Linked DNA regions of Xenopus tropicalis: region 2 is linked to region 1. Evidence: chromatin contacts called from public Hi-C data. All regions are on one chromosome and are shown on one strand. The core of a region is the stretch at or near the end of the contact, and the rest is flanking DNA. Distances in the headings are between cores, read along the strand shown. Region 1 holds the start of ppp1r14a (protein phosphatase 1 regulatory inhibitor subunit 14A). Region 2 holds the start of zfyve1l (zinc finger FYVE domain-containing protein 1).

Region 1 (2,916 bases), core at 10-2,509:
CCCAATGAACAAATTCTTGACCCCCCCCCCACTCCAAAGTCTCCATTACTTCTACAGTGTGTCCTTCCATCATTTCACTCTATACTAGATACTTTAAAAATGCCCTCACACAACATGTTCCCATCTTTACTTCCTAGCCAGTGCACCATATATTCCAGGACTGTTTTTCTCTTTTGCACCTCCACCCTTGTAGCTGTAGATTTACCATCCCCACGTTAACCCAACATCTAGTGTCTTTCTTGTTAATTTTAGGTTGTTCCCCATACAGTGCTCTGGAATATGTTGGGGCTTTATAAATACATGTTAATAATATACCTTTTTTGTCCAACTTTATCCCATCCACAGTGCCCATACACTAGCTTCCCCCTCCTTTTTTCTCTATGCACCCAATAATATTCTATTTCTTCTTGCCTTTCTTTGCCTTAGCCAGGCATCTCCCATTCAACTTTAACCACCATGTACCCCACAACCTGAACCCTTACATATAGGCACTCCTCCTGCAGATCTCCCTTTGTTTTTGCTCCAATGCCAACCCCCCATACTGTTCATCAGAGGGCTTTGTCCAAGGATACAGATGGGTCCCCACTGGCCCTGAGCTACCCCTTTCCTCTGTCTCTTGGCTTACACATGCCCGGACGCCCCACTCACCCTCCCTAGGTACAGCTCCTCCATCTGCTCGTCTATCCACTTCTCCACATCCAGCCGCTTCTGCAACTCTTTGCGATCATACTTGACAGTAACCCGCGCCTGTCGCCTCTGGATGCCTTGATTGGAGTCTCTAGTCTTGGATGGGGAATGAGGCTTATTTGGGAATCTTTTGCCGACCTTATTGGCTGCCATTGCTGGTACTACCGGACAGTGAGACGGAGACCCTTCACTAGCGAGGTAGTCACAGGCTGCGATAGTCACGGGTAAGCGCCTCAGCCTGCTCAGCCAATCAATACAAGCCACTCCGGGGGAGCACCAAATACCATGCAAACTGTAGCACCGCTCCAGCGCTCGGCGGAGATTAACTGCACTGAAGAGCGTCCTTTAACAGTTGTGGGGATAGCAGGATCAGCTGGGGAGAGTCCTCAAACCCCAAGCGCTAACACCGACAATCCCTGTAGGCGCTAAGGCCCCCAGCGGTTTTTGTGAAGCGCAATGTCACGTGTGGCTAGTTCTAACAGCTGCAGCGATAAGGGGGGCAGATTTCTAGAACCTACTGCCCTTGCAGGTGCCTTGTCATTGCTTCTGGAAACTGCACTGTATTTCTCCTGTCCTACTCACTAACAGCACATGTGCCTGCAGGGAGAGAGGGCTTTGTGAAAATATACCCGCCCCCTCCATTTACCGAGGGACACGCCCCCTCCTTAGCTTTATCTATTGACCTAGTAGTGATGCCTAGTAACCCTGAGTGCCCATGGGCACCAATCAACCAAAAGGCAATAACAATCTTTCCTGCGACTGGTTGCAGGATTCTACTGCTAATTCAGCCCTAAACTTAGATTTTGCTTGGCACCTTCAACTGTGCCTGATCAAAATATTTTAACCCCCTGATTGACAAGACGACCTATATCCGCAGCCTTTGAAATCTACCATACACGCACCAAATATTGTACCAAACAAGGTTTCGTAAGATATCGGTGCATGTATGGCCGGCTTAAAGGAGAACGAAAGGCAAAGTCACTTGGGGGTCCCAAAATGTTAGGCACCCCCAAGTGACTTTAATCGCTTACCTCGTGCCCCTGTTAGGAGAAAACCACACCAGCCCAGGGTATCTGCAGCGAGCGCTTGCGCAGTAGAGTGAAAAGCCGACTTCTCTGTTAAAGTTCGTCTTTTCACTCTACTGCACATGCACGAGCAGCGAGACAGGAAGGAGGAAGCGCTGGCAGCTACCCTGGGCTGGTGCTGTTCTCTCCGATCAGGGGCACCAGCACGGGGTACAAGGTAGACGATTTAAGTCATTTGGGGATTCCTAACATTTTGGCACCCCCAAGTGACTTTGCCTTTCCCTTTCCTTCTCCTTTAAAGGTTGCCACACACATTCAGATTTTAGTGTTCTTCAGACGAATGGATGTCGATCCTACATTTAAATGCAATGATCTAAAACTAACATTCAGGCTGAAATTGTAGGATAAAGCCCTAAAAATAACAAATCGGAGGATGCTCTGAATATGAAAATCTACAAGTCACAAAATTTTCGCATCCGAACGATTGTAAACAGTGCAAAAACCCTTCTGCCTTTGAAACTTCAGTGCATGATTTTGGACTCAAAAGCACTCGGCAGCTCCTACCTGGCCAAAAGAAAGTTACGATACCGAATGAATTCTGAAATGGTCGTAGTCTTTGCGAAAAATACAACTTTTTCGTGGAATTTAACGAAAACCACTAAAAGGTCGTACTATGTTAACAATATTATCGTGGTCAATACGAAAAATTCTAACAATTAGAAAAAATACAAATTTTTCTCATTCGTGGTCAATTGTGCTTTAATGAATGGGCCCCTTGCACATCAGTTTGGTCCCCACAGCCCCTCCATTCTTTGTCTAACCACACAGACAGTTAGATAACTGTATGCTATAAAACCAACCAATAAAGTTATCTAGCACCATCATGTGGCACAAAGTGACACAACACTTTAAGTTGCTTGTATATTTATACAATAATAAAGAAAACTCTGCCTTTTGTCAAACAAAGCTATATTTAAGCTTGTGTGTCTCATTAGCTAACAGCAGGTGCAAGTAAAGGCACAAAAACATGCAATTTTTGTGCATCAAAAAGGTCCTAATTAGTGGTGAGCAAATCTGTCCCGTTACGGCAAAAAATCTTGGAAAAGATTAGCAAAACAGCGAAAAATTTGCGAAACGTCGGAAATGTTGTTCATCAAAAAAAATTGTAGCACATGTCATTCTTTTGATGCGCATTATTTTTTTA
Region 2 (3,097 bases), core at 476-2,975, 170 kb after region 1:
GAATTTAGCTGAGAATACTGTATGTACATGGTAATGCAAGGGGATTCATAGTTGCCACAAAGTCTGTGCCAAAAATGTTGCAAGTGGGGCTCTATGCTGTTGCAGCTCTAGGAGCATTTAAGTGGCAGCAACTGCAAATGTAACATATACTGAAGTCAGTTCGTACAGTACAAACAGTGCTGTTCAAATCACTGTAATAAATGCCTGCAGTATCTGAGCTCCTGCTCAAGTGTGCTTGTTCCTAAAGAAGGCTATTACTTTGAAGCAATTTTCAAAGGGAAGGTTCTCTCCAAATAGTTGCAACTTTTGGCAACTAAATGTAATAAACATTCATGCTTAGTACATCCTGTACCACACTATCCACATATATTTCTGTGCATATATGGTGGCTCTGGAACATGATCAGGAATGAAGTACCAGGTAAATCGAATATATTGTGCACATCTTTTTATAACATTTAAACTGCCACAGAACATCTGCCTGTGCCTAAAGATGACCTTCACACTATACAATAACGATAAATTGTAAACAATGTCAAACAGATATAACTGGCACTAACTAGACAAGAGAGCTCTGCATACCCAAGTTCATTTATCAACATATGCTTCACTTATTTAAGTACTGCCCATAATGCACCAGTGTATTGCCTAATAGGCAGAGTATTATTACTGTTGGCTATTGGTAAATTCTATTACGTGTATTGAAATGTTCTGTAGGTGAGCAGGCCAAAATGGAAGCTCTTTGGATCCTGTTTGACAAATTAAGTTATTACTGGAGATAGTACTTTAAAGTGAATAGCTGGTGGATACGATAAGAGCAGCTTAATTTTTTAAAGTTCAAACTTCACGCAACTTAAAAATAAAAAAACAAAGTGCATGCCTAACCCCCGGCGAGTCACTTTATTGCTGGTGGGGAGGCATTTCGGGGAGACTATTCGCCCGTGATAGTAGAGATTTAACTGCAGGTGACTAATCTCCCCATGTGCCCATCACCCTATCTCTCCCCCCAGTTAGTGCTGCCCACCTCTCTAGCTTGTAACGCACAAACACTGTATTATTGCCCTCACACACACACTTCTAACAAATGGTGTGACAGGAAAATAGAACCTTTACAGTCAAAAGTGATTTCCTAAATAGGAATAGCACTGTTTAATTGAATATACACATAAAATATTCACGTCTATTGCTGCATTGTAAGTATATGGATTATACACCCTGATGGGCCACAAAACAGACAGCAAAAAAATCCCAAAAAACCTCAGGTACACTACATCACACAACCAGAGATATATACACAAATATGAAAACTACACATTACACTGATCTCTGGCACAGTGCACATCATGTACACAAACAAGTCTCTCAGTATGTGCAGACATATTCATGGGAACACGTAGCTATCGCTTCCAAACTGTATATGGCATATTGGCATACTCATTTATATACAGATTATACAGTGCGCATACTGCCTGTAAACAATGAAAGCTGAAGCACTGCATGTGTCCAAGTTCACTTCCTGGTTGCCATTTCTCCCTCCCACTGCCACTACCTTAAGGTTTTCATCTTCATCCAGTAACAGGAAGCTGCCCTCCTCTTCCCGATTCGGCAGGCTCCCCAAGGTAAGGGGGTCACTGTGCAGCTGAGCAGACATAGCCTGACAGCCAGGGCACCCACACCACAACAATAAATATTCTCTGTACTTTCAGTTTCGCTGTTTATGAAAAGAAAAACTGACTGAAACTGTAGTGACATCTAGTGGCCTAACTGTGTAACACACTCACCCCTTAAAGGGGTAGCAAACCCAAATATAACATTCTGGATATTAAAGGCAAATTTCAAAAAATGTAAAAGCATTTGTAATTGTAATTGGTATTGAATTTCCTATACTGCTGGCCACTACAACATATACAGTTGAAATAACAAAGAGAGAAATGTTCATGTGCTGAATCTGCACTATTATTCTACCAGGCAGACAGGCCAAGGCCACTCAGGCATATTTGTTGCTACTTTGTTGTTGCTTTTGACTGGCTACAAATCTGGGTACATTTTGCCTTCTACTGTGTTACACCATGATGTTGGGCAGCCCTGGCACAGACACAAATAAATTGTCCTTTGCATTACAGCACCTTTCCATTTTTGATAAAGACCCCAATGTTTTGTATAACTTTGGCTTTGTACTGGAGTTATTAGGGTATGTAGATGATGCTTACCAGGACCCTTAAAGCAATTCTGGCTGTCTCAGAGGGGGTGGCACATAACAGTTTGTATTTTGGCAAGCACACACACAGTACACTGTCTCAATATGGAGCTTACCACCTTTGAAAAGCAAAGTTGTATAGTTAGCCAGTGTAATTGTCTTAATTAGCCAGTAACCCCTGGTCTTGTATGTCTGTTTAGATATTCCTGTCATTTCTCCTGTCTCTTTTGAGAGATGATCAAACATATTTAGATGGTAGCAAACACTGCAACAAAACAGTACTGTTACATCAAAGAAAATGTTTTTATATATACAGGATATAAATGAATGAAAAATATGAATAAAGCATATATTTAACTATTCACACACAAGCAAATGACTGTAAATGCCTGTAAAGCACTAAAGATTTGTAATAAATTCAAATTGGAAAGTTGCTTAGAATTATGTTTTCTTTTATTAGGCAAAAAAATATTTTTGGGGGTTGACGTTTCCTTAAATATAGAACCTCATGAATCTTTCTTTTACTGAATATGTAGCACTTTAGATTTGTCTAAAATGCACATTTTCTGGTCTCGGATCCAATTTGGTTAAAAAACATACTGAGATATTGAGAGAAAAAATAGCTTTCTTTGACGGATGTTTTATCAAAGGAACATATACCTCCAAAATGTTTCTCCATTTTAATGGGATCCTCTTGGTTGGAGCTAGTAAGGCTACTGCCACACCATGCGTATGGCGTATATTTTCGGAAAGCCAAAAAACGCTTGCTGAAAATATGCACCATACGCACAATATGCTCCTACCTGTGCCCGCACCCGAATGAATGGAATATGCTCGGGTGCAGGCACATGTATCTGAAATCCGCCTAAAAACGCAAGAGAATGCAAAGTCTCTCGTTTCT

What was found. A called contact is a pair of places that touch in the nucleus more often than the background predicts.
Region 2: a contact with region 1 is called in a Hi-C map of neurula embryo, with 3 times the contacts expected there. The contact joins the promoter of zfyve1l here to the promoter of ppp1r14a in region 1. A contact is called at or near these places in 2 of 5 Hi-C or Micro-C datasets (neurula embryo and tailbud embryo).

What each region holds. Positions count from the first base shown.
Region 1 is chr8:77,210,204-77,213,119 of UCB_Xtro_10.0, forward strand. It overlaps ppp1r14a (protein phosphatase 1 regulatory inhibitor subunit 14A), which reads right to left and starts at 1,260. Exons shown (of 4, transcript NM_001007955.2): 1 at 649-1,260. The coding sequence starts at 840.
Region 2 is chr8:77,381,474-77,384,570 of UCB_Xtro_10.0, forward strand. It overlaps zfyve1l (zinc finger FYVE domain-containing protein 1), which reads right to left and starts at 1,726. Exons shown (of 11, transcript XM_012969576.3): 1 at 1,549-1,726. The coding sequence starts at 1,650.